2 separate regions of the Sus scrofa genome follow, and region 1 is linked to region 2. The links are chromatin contacts, called in public Hi-C maps. All regions are on one chromosome and are shown on one strand. Each heading gives the region's core, a stretch centred on a gene start, on an enhancer-like site or on the middle of the called end of the contact. The rest is flanking DNA. Distances are from core to core; before and after follow the strand shown. Region 1 overlaps CALD1 (caldesmon). Region 2 holds the start of TMEM140 (transmembrane protein 140).

The links. A called contact is a pair of places that touch in the nucleus more often than the background predicts.
Region 1: a Hi-C map of liver shows a contact between it and region 2, with 3 times the contacts expected there. The contact joins the enhancer-like site here to the promoter of TMEM140 in region 2. A contact is called at or near these places in 1 of 5 promoter capture datasets (liver), 4 of 47 Hi-C or Micro-C datasets (liver and skeletal muscle) and 2 of 2 datasets of contacts at active chromatin or transcription factors (alveolar macrophages and skeletal muscle).

Annotation. Positions count from the first base shown.
Region 1 is chr18:14,336,730-14,344,178 of Sscrofa11.1, forward strand. All of the region lies in intron 3 of CALD1 (caldesmon), which reads right to left. Among named protein-coding and RNA genes, the nearest start is that of AGBL3, 75 kb to the left of the region's middle. Within about 2 kb of position 1,897, at least 10 of the 83 cell types and tissues checked have an H3K27ac peak or open chromatin away from gene starts, as enhancers often do. A contact at or near this core is called in liver, where this site is marked.
Region 2 is chr18:14,145,307-14,152,366 of Sscrofa11.1, forward strand. TMEM140 (transmembrane protein 140) reads right to left here and starts at 3,313. Exons shown (of 2, transcript XM_003134650.4): 1 at 2,628-3,313.

The DNA of each region.
Region 1 (7,449 bases), core at 647-3,146, 190 kb after region 2:
AGCCTTGGCTACAGCAGAATAGATAGTGGAACTGCTAGAGCTGGATGCCTTAAGACTAATTAGGAAAGATAAAATACATAAATAAGAAGATGGAAGACATCAAACAATAATTGGACCATTTTTGGATGGGAGCTGCAGCCTCGGAGATACCACTGTTTCACTGCATGATTTAAATAACTATATTCATAATGACAATTCACAGCAATTAGGAAGTGTTTCAAATGTGATATTTATTAGGGAGAAGGAAATATATGGTTTTCATTGAATTTTTTAAAACTTTAACATGCTGGAAAATTGTAATGCTACATTCACCAAGAAGACTGAAAAAAAACAGCTATTCCTAAACTTTTTACAAATCTGAATATAGGTACATGTACCCTTTCTGTATCTTGGATAATTATGCCAGTCATTTATTCCCCTGACATGTTTTTAACTTAGTTTCTTCAGAAAACCAGTGGGATGAACTAAATAATTTCCTACATTTCTTTGATTCCATGGTTTAAAAATTTATATCCCCTTCCACATTTGTTACAAAATATGTCACAGGAACAAAACTTTTTCATCCTCAGGATATATAAAAGCACACCTTATGAGAAATTTAACTCTTAATGGACAAAAGCATGGCTATTTACAAGAAATCCAAAATCCTGACTCAAGAAGACTTCACTAAGGCTTTGGGAAAATGAGAAAGTATGGAAGTGGTGAAGATATTAGACTGCAAGTGACAGAATCTCTCAATAATCTTACCAGAAACAAATTAAGCAACACCCTGAAAACTAAAGAACTGAACAGCCTTTCACACCTACCCCTGAAAATAACATGGCTCTGGGTAGGTCTTGGCATTCAGGAATTTTAATGCACCTCATAAAAAAAACACTGTCAGTCTTGCTCTGTAGGTGATGAAACTGAAATAAATTATCTGATGCAAATGGAAAGGAATTTAGAACTCATTTTGTTGGGCATCTGTTTTGGCATTTAACCTAATACTTCTTCCTAAGCAGAAGGTGCAGAAGCTTTGTGTGTTCAAATGAGTCCAGTGAAAAGTGAACTTAGATGAATTGAGTTTGGTTTATCCAATAATGGGAATGCTAATGGATATTTTCTGAGCATTGGTACCATGTTAGAAGTTGAAGGTTCAGAGATTCAAAATAGTCCCTGCCCTCAAATGAATTCCCATTTATTGCAGGAGGACAAGCAAGCTCACCGATGCTCACTTAACTTTAGTTCAAGGTGAAAAACAGAAGGATAGGCAAAAGTTATTAGTGTGGAGAGAAAAGGGGAGCTGAGGAAGTCTTGTGGTGGAAAGTAGCATTTGATCAGGACCTTGAAGGACAGAAAGGAAGTCAGGAACAGGTAAGCTAGAGCCTCTAATTTCTTTCCTTTTGTTTTTAAAAATTTTTCATTTTATGGGCTGTACCTGTCGCATATGGAAGTTCTCAGGCTAGGCGTTGAATCAGAGCTGCAGCTGCCAGCCTATGCCACAGCCACAGCCACGCCAAATCCAAGCCACATCTGCGATCTACACTGCAGCGCCGGATACTCAACCCACTGAGGAGGGCCAGGGATCGTACCTGCAGCCTCTTGAAATACTAGTCAGGTTTACGACTGCTGAGCCACAACAAGAACTCTGAGCCTCTAATGTTTACTGTAACCCGCATTGCTCACTTCTATGCCACCCTGCCTCTTCTCTATTCCATGTCGCCCTACCCACTCCACCAAAACTTCGTTGGTCTCCGTGGAACCCTTCAGAAACCCCAGTCTTGTTGAATGCCTCCATTTCAGACGAGGAAACTAAGGCGCACGGAGTGTTCCCCACAGAGGAAAGAGTGAGCCAAGGAAGGAAGGTGGCTTGGACATGAGTTTGGGAACCAGCGAGTGACGTGATTTGGTCAGAGCAGGGGGAGGTCCAAATGGGAAGGGCTATTAAAGGCAGACAGACTGTGGAGACCTCGAATGCCATGTTGAGGAGAGTGGGCTCTGTCTTCAAAGCTGAGGGACAGGAGGGCGAGATGGGACAGGACTGGAAAGGGGAGAGAGCCTGAAGCCAAGACCAGATAGAAGGCAACTGCAATCGTCTAGGTAGGAGGCAATAACTGCTGAAATTCAGGGAATGACAGAGTGAGTGGAGAGACACGGAGAAAGTAAACTGATAGATCGTGGGCATGATGGAGTAGGAAAAAAAAAACAGAAGCTGGAATTCGCACCCCCTCCCCCCACTGGCCTCTTTGCCTTCCTTCTAAGCTCTGTGGTTGGCCAGTTGTGAACACTGGACAAGCCCCTCACTCCACATGCCTTGGTTTCCTTTTCTGAAATGGAGGCATTACAAGAATGGGGTTTCTAAAATTCCACGGAGACCTAGGATTGCAAAGAAGTTCTGGTGGAGTAATAGGGTTGGGGGCAATAGAGAGCAACGGGGGGGTGGGTTGGGGGTGAGGAATGGGCGTTGACTGGGGTCTGCAATCAAATGAGAAGCTCTAGATACAAAACCACCCCCAAAATCAGAATACCTCCTTTACGTAACAGAATGATCTGTAACAGTAAATTGCCAAAAAAGTAAAAACCCCCAACCACTATGATAACCTCAGGACTGTATAGATTACCTCCAACAGCCTTTTGCGCATTCACACTCACAGAAACTGTCACCCAAGAGATTTGCTAATATAAGTGGACATGGGTCTCATTTTTAGGACCCCGTTGAGTTCCTGTTTATTTGGCGAACTGTTGCACAAATGCTGGAACAACTGGAACAACAATTGTCATGCTGAATCCATGCCAAAACTCCCTAAAATGGGACAGATTTACTGAAAGGCCATCTGGTGTTCTTACTCTTGTGCGGTACCTTTTTCCAAGATCCAGCGAGTTTTCCAAACCTCATAAACGCCATCGTGAAAAGGGCTGTTGCCTGTGAGTACAAAGACCCTGGCTTCCCGGCTACTGACTGTCCTCTGGTTTTGGGTCAGCTGAGCTGCCCCTCTGAGGTGCACAGCCCTGTCTATAGAAGCAGAGCAATACAGCAAACAACCCTAGGGGCCCCTCTAGCTTGAACATTCCAAGATTCCAGGATCCTCAACTTTGGAGCCTGCTATCTGAACAACACTCTGATCAATAGCATGTGCTCGCGGTCTTGTTCTGTCACAGTCAGATGGTCAGTGTATTAAAGGCTTTGGGCTGTTGTCTGTAAGGATTGGGCAATGTGTGCTTTAGCCAAAGTCTCTGAGCCCTGAAGAGGGTTCAGGTCTAAATTAACAGCAGATCTTTAGAAACAGAAGGCTCTGTAGATCGCTATTTGAAATAAGAAAAGCCGTGCCTAGGTATAACCCCCACCCCCCACCCCCACAAATGGTCTACAAACCACCATAAAAATGGAAATGAGGCAAACCACTCAGAACCACAACCAGGTTGAGACCAAAAAGTTTCATACAGGTCTGAAACTTACACACTCACCGCCTTTCTTTGCCTCCTGATTTCTTCTCTTCCCTCCCACTCCCACAGTTACATTTTTTTTTCTTTTTAACAAAATTCCTTTATAAGAAAAAAGAAGAAGGAAAACCGAAGAGGTGAAGCGAGCACTCACTGGGAGAGCGCGGCCAGGCTGCGTCTTCCCTGCGATCCGGATCCCCCGAGCATATCTGCAGCTGGAAGGGGCGGGGGCGGCGAGCGCAGAGGTGCGGAGACCCTGGGGCGCTCAGGGCGTGGACTGGGCCCGAGGAGGTGCCATGGTATTTGCGGCTGAAATGCGGTGTGCAGGATGCTCCCGGGTTCTCCCTTTGTGTTAACACTTTGGTCTGTCCCGGTGACGAAAGTCTGGGCTTGTCCTTTGCCAAATCTACTCCTCCCCACCCTTTCCCTCGGCATAGGATCATCAGAGAGCTGATTGTTATTTTTTACTGTAATCTCTCTAATAGAGGCTCATCCGGTTTAGATTTAGATTGTAAAGGGCCCAGATTGCTTCATAATTTCCAGAATGTTATTAATGGGCAGTGGGGGCCAGGGTCCCCAGTAGCTTTCATGACGTCGACTTTACATGATCAATTACAAATAATTCTTCTGAGGTAGAGAACTAGTTAAAGGAAAAGACACTGATCCACGTGCTCAGCCTTTGGAGAACTAGCTGATCACTCACGGTATCACTTGCATACAATAATTCGATTCTGTAGAGATCAACGGAAACCAGCCCACTGAAAAGTTCATCCGGGTGCAGTTCTCAGGCCCTCGTTCTGAGCTCTGTTCTCAATTAACATCGGTGTAGGTGGCTTCCAAAGCAAACAGTTCCCACTGAGAAATCAAATCTGAGAAGCTCTTCTTTTCCCTTCTACTCAAGGGAAGATGCAGCACAGAAAAGTGAATACAAAGGCAGAGGGAAGAGAGCCAGGGGATCAGTGATCTGCCGGTACGTGGGGTGTTTGCTGAAATGAGGGCAACAGCCAGCCTAGGGAACATGTTGCAACACTGGGCCTGGCTGCCCCCGTGGCACTCTGCTGTGGTGACCTCATCAGCCAAGCGGGCAAGGGAGCCTGGTCAGCAACAGCTTGGCGAGCAACCAGATCCCAGCTGCTGAGGAGGGGGTGGTGTCGATCCTCTCTGGAGATGACACGTTGTCTAGGCTGGAGTCGTGAATGCGTTTCTGCATCTCTAACAAGCAATGAACAGACTGCTGCTGGGGCACCAAGATACGTACGGGATGGGCTTTCAGTTAAATACATAGAATAACTCAGATTTCCACTGAGTTAAGATTCTTTTAGTAACTGGCAGGAGAAGCAATCACCTTCGCACCTGGATTCACATCCTTCACAGGATGAAAAACATCTTTAGGATCTAAGGCACCATGTCACAAGCATGGCTACAGAAGCTGTATAGCACAGGGAACTCTATGCAGCACATTCCGTGATAATCTATGTGGGAAAAGAATCTGAAAAAGAAGGGATGTGTGTACATGTATGACTGAGTCACTTTGTACAGCAGAAATGATCAGAACACTCTAACTCAACAATACTTCAATAAAACTTGAAAAAATAGAAGATTATTAAAAAAGGAAAACAAAAACAAACAAACGAACCAAAAACCCCACAAAAGTTCGGCCAGCAGAATGGAGAGGAACCACAGCAAGAATGCTTGTGCTCAATTTGAAAGAAGTTTAATTTAGTTAGGTTAGATCCCCTCCTCATTTTAACTAGAAAATTTCGGTTGATTCCCTGCTTAAGTGTTATGCTATCATTAAAGTCATAGTTTACAGAGGAATATAGTTTAAGGAACTTCAAAGTTAATTATCTCCATATATCACCATGTACATATCCTTTAAATATCCCTCTGATTTTATATGTTATCACTCAATATATATTAAAGTGTGCGAGACTCTTAAAAATGGAGATCACACGAGAGGCCTTAACAGAAGACTTACTGCATTGACTTGGGTTTATGCTTCAAGCTCTGATGGACAGATACACTTATTAAAGCATTTTGCTATTCCTCTTTCTACTAGGTTTTTCCCCATTTAATTTTTTCCCTTTAAAATATTCAGTAATTTGCTGTGGCAGGCAGAATAATGTTCTTCCCAAAGACATCACTGTCCTAATGCCCAGAATTTTTGTGAATATGTTACCTTACAAGGCAAAAGGAATTTTCCAGATGTGATTAAGTTAAAGGCCCTGAGTTGGAGAGATTATCCTGGATTATCCAGATGTACTCCATCTTCGTCACATGGGTGTTTAAAGCGAGATAAACCTCTCCCGCTGAGGTCAGAGGGAGATATGGCTATAGAATAATGGCCAGAGATGACCTTGCAGGCCCTTAAGATAGAGGAATGGGGCCAGGAGTCCAGGAATGTGGCAGCTTCTAGAAACTGGAAAGGCAAGGGAAAGGGTTTTCTCCTGTAGGCCCTCTAGAAAGGAATGCAGCTCTGTCTACACCTTGATTTTAGCCCAGTGAGACTTTGAACTCTTAGGACAATGGGGACATTTTAAGCCACCAAGTTTGTGGTTATTCATTAGAGCAGTGATAGAAAACGAATACATTTGTTTAGGGGACTCTTTTGACCTCAGGAAGATGTTTCACCTCCTGATTTCTCCCATCTCCCACCCCCAAACCTATTCTGAAGTGGCGAGTGTAGTTTTGGCACATTTGGAATAAGCTCATAGAATGGAGTAGCCTGGAAAAACTTCAGTGGTTCGTCCAGGCCAGTTCAGACTCTCTCTCTCAACACACACACGTGGAGGACAGCAAAAATTTAGCAATATTCCACCAATATACTGACATTCGTGCACTGAAGCATGCTAATGCGCAGCTGTGTGAAAGATACCCACCAAGCTGTTTTCCTAGTTGTAAAGACAGAAAGAGGGAAATCATGTGCCCTTAAAGTCGGCCTCTTGCTGTAAATGGAATATGTTTGGGAAGTAACTGTCTGCCTTCAGCTTGTAAAACTAATGGATGTCATAACTCCTGCTAACTCATAGGGTATCACATGGCAACAGTGAAGAGAGGAGTGAGTCTCGGGCCTGGGTTGGATGTCGGTGGGGAACAGGAAGAGCCCTGGATGGAAAGGAGATTGGAGACATTGGAGAGGCAAGGAGGCAGGTGAATCACAAGGCTGGGATCGGCACCCGCCTCCAGGTGGCGCTCTGAAGACGAGCTGCCTGGGGCCGGAGGGGCAGGTGAGAGGAATTCGGAAAAACACACCGAAAGATAATTTGGGAACAGTGTCTGCTTCTGCAGAGACCAGCAGGCCCATGTACTTTCACCATGCAGCACAGACACAAGTGCTCAGAGTCCAGCTTCCAGAACTGGTGTTTCTGGCACCAAAGTAATCATTTATTGGCACCATGAACAACTGGGCCAGTCATCCTTCAGCAAGATAGTAGGCGTCACACATGTGACATTTCAGGCCTCTTTTACTGGAGACATGAACGTCTGGGCCTCTCTTAAATTACTGATAGCACCCTTCATTTGTAGATACTTTCATTTTTCATCAAAGAGATTCTGGGCTGGGAAGGTTTGAGGGAGGTCCGTTCTATACAAAGAAAGAGCTCCCACCACACGGTGGTCCTTTCTTAATAAAATATGGTTAAAAAAATAACTTTACTTCATGGAGGTAGGAGACTGGACCAAATGATTTCTTCCAGACTTTACCGTCTGCAATGGTTAAGAACAGCTTCTACCTTGGAGCAATTCACTAGGGAAAAGAGAGGTATGTAGGAAGTGCCCTATGTACGCCCTAATGCACTTACACACACACACACACACACACTCACCTCCTGCAGAAACACAATTTAAACCCAAAAGAAATCTGTTCACATGAGAAGCAACCGTTCAAGTAATTTAAAGGGGATGTTTTAAAAGACTCTTGAAGAACATTTTTCTTGCCAAGAAATCCATGGACTCTACACTCTTAGAATGAAGCAAAAGATCTTACCCAGACAGTGGCTCACCACGGGGTGGATAGGAACGGAAGTGAAA
Region 2 (7,060 bases), core at 2,063-4,562:
AGGGCTTTACTTAACTAATACTAGAGCAATTGATGACTTAAAACAAAATTATTCTAGGCCCTTATCTCACTCCACAAACCAAAATAAATCCCAAGTGGATCCAGCAGTAAAATGTAAGGAACCAACGACAAAAGGAAAAAAAATATAGGGAAAGGTTAATATTTGATTTATGGATGAGACAGAATTCTCTCAGCTTAAAAGCAAATTGAAACTACCCAGAAAAAAAATTGTATCGATTTACCTGCTGAAAATACACATTTCTATAAACAAAAAATAAAAGTCAATGACGATGGAAAATATCTGCCACAAATATGAACTGATTAAAAACCTAATATAAAAATGTTCATGCAAACAGATAAGAAAAACATTAATCCCCATAAAAATGGACAAAGATATGAAGAGTTAGTCACATAAGAAGGAAAGCAAAAGAGTTAATTATAAAAAACGCTTTTTTCCCTATTTGTACCCTCCACCAAATAAGTGAGGGTTTTTCATCACCAAGGAATTCTCTGTGACAACTGTATGTCCTACACTTTGACTTAATTCTGACACTATCCCTGGAGACAGTGTCAGATGCCACAGGTTAAGGGCTGTCCCACAAGCTGAGCGCCGCCCCCTCCCCCACCACCACCTCCCCCAAGTCTAGTTTGTCTCCTGTGCTTCTGACCAACCAGCTCTAACTTGGAGGTTCCCACGACCCCCTTCTTGAGTCTGATTAACTTGTTAAAGCGGCTCACAGAACTCAGGAAAACGGTTTACTTCCTGGAATCCTGGTTATAAAAGGATACAGCTCAGGAGCAGCCCAGTGGAAGATGCACAGGGCAGAGGATGGGGGTCGGGGTGGGGTGGGGGGTCTTGGACTTTCCGTGCCCTCTCTGGGCCTGTCCCCCTCCCAGCACCTCTGCGTGTTCTTCTACCCAGAAGCTCTTGAAGTCTGTATTTTAGGGATGATTGCTGGAACCAGGGGTCATTGGTGATGGAACTCAATCTCTAGCTTCGCTCACCCCACTAGACGCTGGGGGTGGGTCGGGGCTGAACGTTTCATCCCTCTCATCACATGGTTGTTTCTCCTGGCAACCAGCCCCATCCTCGGGGACTTTCCAAAAGTCAAGTCCTTAACAAACTCGGGGTGGCTGAAAGGGGTTGAATAAAAAAGACACCTTTACCTCCATTATCACTTAGGAAGTTCCAAGGGTTTTAGGAGGTCTGTGCCAGAAATGGGGACAAAAACCAAATATGCATTTCTTATTATGAGTCACCATATCACATTAATTAACATGAAAGAAAGTCTATAGCTTATGTAAGGTAATCAAAGACATGCCAAGTAAAATACCCTCTGGGTTTCCTTATCAAAGCTGTAGATAAAAATGCTTGATACCAAGAGTGCCGTAATACCAGCATTTTCATGCAGTGATGGTGTGGAAATTCCTACAAACTTCCTGGGAGGCTGTATGGCAAAAGGCACCCCAACTCCTGAAACTCATCCGATCTTTTTGGCCAAGTAATTCCACTTACGAGTCTGCCCTAAGGCAGCAACCAGAAATGCAATCATGATTTATGTATAGGAATGGTCATCACACTATGACTTTGGCATAAAATGAGAAACAACTTGAATGCCCAACATTAGACTTAACTTATAACATACCAAGATAACAAAACGCCATGTAGCCTTTAGAAAAACCAGGTCTAAAATCACACTGTATGGTAGGACTGCCAAGAAAGAGACCAAGGAAACGCTCTGAAAGGTTAATGTTAGCCCCGAGACCTCTGGGCATTAGAGGCAAGCATTCTTCCTTTTGCATGAGAAATATTTCCAGAATCATGTTCGATTTACATAAAAGTGAAATTTAGAAAAGAAACAATCTTGGTAGGTAAATAAAGCAGAGGGTTAGTTGGCAAGAGTGTTGAGAAAGGAGACACTGAGAAATGCACTTCAGTTGTCCTGAGGGAGGAAGGAAAGACAGAATCACATATATACATATATTCATCTCTTCCCAAAGAAGCCTTTGATTTTATAAGAGAAGAAGCCTGCTGGAAATGAGAGAAACAAGCCCATGTTAAAAAAAGAAAAAGTCTTTCTGCACCAACAGAACTAAAATCCCGCCATGAATTTCCATCGAGGCGTGAGAAGCAGTGTCTGCTCATAACACAGGGTCTAAAAATCTCTTGGATGCTGTTGTCTTCTTTCTGAGTCAAGGACACAGGTCTTTCTGACCATCTTAATCCACAGGGCATGTTTTAAGGACTCAGAGTTTCTGTGACTACCGGTTTAGCTGCTGTGCGTCAGTGCTCCGCTTGTGTCTGGCCACCTATTTCTGATGAAGAGTCCACTTCACACGCCCCGGACTGTTTTGTATAGACCGTGTGCAAGACCCTGCCGCCCGCTCTTCTCCCCCGCGTTTCTAACCAGTTGCCCTGGCATCACCTGCACCATTTTGAGGCCAGAGGCGCACAGGGTGATGCTGAAGGGATCGGAGTGCACACGGTGCACGGGGGAGGGTCCCACGCCCGGCTGCCAGTCATTCCTGGGCCCCTGGCGCGGCTGCCAGGTCTGAGAGGGAAGTAGCCTTCTTACGGAGCAGCAGGGGTCTGGGCGAGCCACGGGGGCATACAGGGTAGGTACTTACAAACAAGAAGATGCAGAACCCACACAAGGCTCCTAAGAGGAGGAGCAGGAAATCAGGTTCGGTTGACTGTCCGATCTCTGTCGCCGGCTTCCCAAAGGCAGGCTCCAGACCCGGGGCAGCGGAGAGGGGAGCGGCAGATGCACGCAGCCCCGAGCTTATGACCGGCTGGCAGGCGCAGTTGTGCCTAAGTAAACAGCTCTCTGAACTCTGGCACGTTTGTGCTGACTGGTGACACTGTCCCCTGATTTCACTTTCATTTCTTGCCGGTGGCCCGTGTGACTTTTCAGAAGCAAGGAATGTAAACAACCCTGCTGTTCCCCACACCTTATGCTTCACCCACACCTGAGTCGACCAGACAGTTGACTTAAAGAGCCAGGTAAGCGTCTTGATTATATCCCAGGAGAATTCCAGAAAGGAAACAAGCCAGCACACGCTCAAAGCTCCCAATGTTTTAAACCCGGATAAACACACCCTGGAGTCTTACTCAGAAGGGACCTTCACGATCATCCGGCCTAAGGTCCCAGACCCAGGTCACCCCCATGGGAAGCAGATATGCCTCAGTCCGCCCTTTCAGAAATCAGCTTGTAGGGTGACGGGGCACCTCTGGACACAAAACCTTGTCTTTTTAGCGTCCTCACAGGGGTGCTCAGGCCCTTGCTGGAGCAGCTGGAACATCTCTTGTTTCAAAATAAGAGCAGAACGGAGCTTTTATTTTTGTAATCAGAGGGACTCCTGGCCAGAGTTTAAAAATTGCTTTCTGTGCTCACATGACCAGCTGGAAATTCCAATTTGGGTTAAGCTCGGTTGTGTCAGTAGACAGCGACCCGGTAACATTGCTGAATCCTTCAGGGGTCCTCTTCCCCTCTGTGACCTTTGGGCAAAGGGCTTCTTTGGAGTGTTTGATATGTTTGCCCCCACTTTGTGCTACACCCCCCCCCCTTTGTAGTTCTTTGAAAACTCAAACCCTAGAAAGAAGGCATGTGATCTAATAGAAAGAAAGAACAGAAACTTCGGGATCTGGGAGTTCTGCTGCAGATGAGCGCATTATTTGCCCTCTGGGAGCATCAGTTTCTCGTCTGTAAAATGGAAACAATGTCTGTTTCGCATGGCTGTTGTAGAAATTGGGGATGATACGTGAACGTTCTCCGTACAGTACTGGGCACATACTAATAGTAGCTGTTATTATTTAAAGCAGAAGTCCAGCCTTCATAATAGTGCCTTCAAGGCCAAGACAGTATTAACTTTTTGGTGCTCATATAAACTGGTCACTGAAAACTGAACACTGGTGAATGAGTCACACAGTATAGAAGAGACAGAAGCATACCAAGTTGGAATGCGCTTGAAGTTAGAATGCACATAGTTTTGCAAGAGTCAAAGAATTCTTCAGAGTTCATTATGGAAAACAGCAGTCCCACACTGTCCTCTTCTCTCCTCCAGGGCAAGAAGCACCTCACCTCTTATAGCTGATTCTTTAGGTATTTACCACAGTTCTATAAGCAACATCCTTATAATGGTACTTCTTGATTTTTCTGTTTCAGACATAATCTGTCAAAACAAGAATGTTTCAAGGAGGCAAAGACTGTAAAAATAGGTATAAAGCTTATTGTTAGAAACACGGTACCATGTGTGGGAGAGCACAGAAATGCAGAGAATCAGGCTATTTGTCGAAGGCAGACGCAAACAGTAGTAGGCACCCAAAGGGGGTGCGGGTGCGGGCGACCCCTCAGTGAGGAGCAGAGGTGACTTTGACCACTTATTTTAGGGTAGTTCTTCCGGGTCTTTGTCTCCCTTTAGCCAATTACCTTGTTTCACCTTTTACACCTACCAGACCCAGGGCCCTCCCCTGATCTGCGTGCGTGTCTTTTGGACCAGATGGGTTCCAAAGCAGAGCATGGCGGGAAGGTTATCCAGCCTTATTATGGGCTGACGCCTCCTCCGTCTCTGACCCAGAGGGGTCTCTCTCTGTGCATGTGTAGTTGGGGTCTCCCTGACCCTGAGGATGGGGAGGACGTGACCTCTTAGTTCATTGTCCAAGCAGGGCTCAGCCCCCTTTTGAGTCTTTGTTTAACAAGTTCACAGAAGACAAGTACCACTTATTTGCCCTGGGCCTGTGTTATTTCTATCTGAAGTATAGACAGGTGGCTGGTTGTGAATGTTTGTCCTGGAGCCCACCTGTCTCCTGCCTCAGGGAGTGTAAACAAGAGGCTAGTTGCAAATGTCTATCCTGGGGCCCATTACCTCCTGCCTCAGTGTTTCTTTCATCGAAGACTTTTCTAGATTTATTCTTTATTCTTCTATGCTTAAATTTGGTCAAAGCTAGAAGAACATAGAATTTTAGGTTAAAAGTAACTTGCCTTTATAATTTCGAAAGCTTTCTTTCAGTCTTCTGGCTTTCATTAGACGTTGAGAAGTTTAAGCCATTCTGCTTTCTAGCTTCTAAAGTGGCCTCTGCTCCTAATCTTTGCAGCTTTGTCTTAAAAAATAAAATTATTATTTGAATGGGTTTTTGAGAAGGAGCAAACTTAAATTGTGTCTGGTTTGCTACTTTTTTTTTTTTTTTTTTTGTCTTTTTGCTGTTTCTTGGGCCACTCCCGCGGCATATGGAGGTTCCCAGGCTAGGTGTCTAATCGGAGCTGTAGCCGCCGGCCTATGCCAGAGCCACAGCAATGCAGGATCCGAGCCGTGTCTGACCTACACCACAGCTCACGGCGACGCTGGGTCCTTAACCCACTGAGCAAGGCCGGGGATCGAACCCGCAAACCCCATAGTTCCTAGTCGGATTTGTTAACCACTGCGCCAGGATGGGAACTCCTGGTTTGCTACTTTTTACTGAAAGTCTAATTTTTTTTTTTTCTTTAAACCCCAGGAGGGGGTCTTTCTAGCCATCTCTTTCCGGTGCCCTCTGGCAACACAGTGGTCCTCTGGTTCAGTTTGTTGTTCTTGTCGAGCTTCTAGCCTCCTCTTAATGGCCAACCACCAAAATCGCCAGTGTTTGTGACAGCACCCTTAGACTTGAACTTCTCCGTACTGTCTTCCACACAGATCAGTTTAGGGGAAGAGAACGTCACAACTCTCCATTCTTATGGAATGCCTCACCTCCTGGGGAAAACTGAGCCACCTCGGTGGAGCTAAGGGTGGGGACAGTGACCCACTTCTTCTAGAGTGACACTTCTGAGAGGAGTGGCCCTCCTGCTGAACAGGGGTGAAGGGAGAAATGGGCTGTGGCTTCAGGGCTCTTACTGGGATGTAGTAGATTTTCTTGAATGAATATTTCTTCACTTGTTATATGTCCTTAGGACAATTTCTAAAGACTTACAATGTTTTTAAACCAGTTTTGGTATTCTTTCTACGGAGTGGATTGTGGATTTTTCTCAGGCTGCAGTGCTGGGACTGGATCTCTGCCCCTTTGTTGTTTTTTGAAGGGAAAAGTTGTAACCACATAAAATCTAAAGACATCTAAATAGCAAAGAATATTAGGAACAAACCAAAATGACAAATTTCAGAAAATTACAAAATAGGAAACAAATGGTTATATGTTTCAAGTCTGTTTAACTAATCTGGATTTAGAACTTAACTAATAAAAATACTGATAAGTTTAATGGGGAATGTCGTTGTGGTTATTTAGGTTTTTGTTTTCTTGGAGCTAATAAAACCAGTAAAAATTTATTAAGGTAAATATTAAGCCACTTTTACAGATATCTAATAGATATATTGCAATAGTCTTTAAAAAAAAAAACACCATCCAAATATCTCCACCTGGTTTTGTAGAACACCGATGGTGGTTTAAATAATACTAAAAATACAATACTTACGTCCTCTACTTTTGGAGGGCCTAAAGAAATGGAAATAGTTTACCACAATTAAATTAAAACAATATATTTTATTTATTTATTTATTTAATTTACTTATTTATTTATTTATGGCCACACCTGCGGCACATGGAAGTTCCCAGGCCAGGGACTGAACCTGAGCCACAGCAGTGACAATGCCAAGTCTTTAACTGCTCCACCACCAGGGGACTCCAAAACTATATATATTTTAAAACGCTCTTAGGAATTATAATTTTTTTAAGCAATAAGAAAACATAAAAGAACCAATTAAGTAATAGCAATTAAACTAGGGGTAAGTACTTTTAAAGAGAGCCAAAACCCGCAGCCAGATGTCCTGCAGTGTGTGTGGATGTTCTGGCGTTGGCTGCTTTGAAATCCGAACTGAACCTGCATGTGACCCTGGATCCCTGTGACTTCATGGCATAACTATCCTCCTTCTTTGGAAAGGCTGAAATTGTCATCATGACAGTTGTCTGTGTGATCTCTGAAAAGAGCAGGTAGACTTATCACCTGCAGCAGAGGTTCCGTTAGAGATTTTAAGGGCTCTCTTTATCATTTACAGCCTGTTTTATTCATATGTTTTCAAGCCGTGTTCTTTTTCTG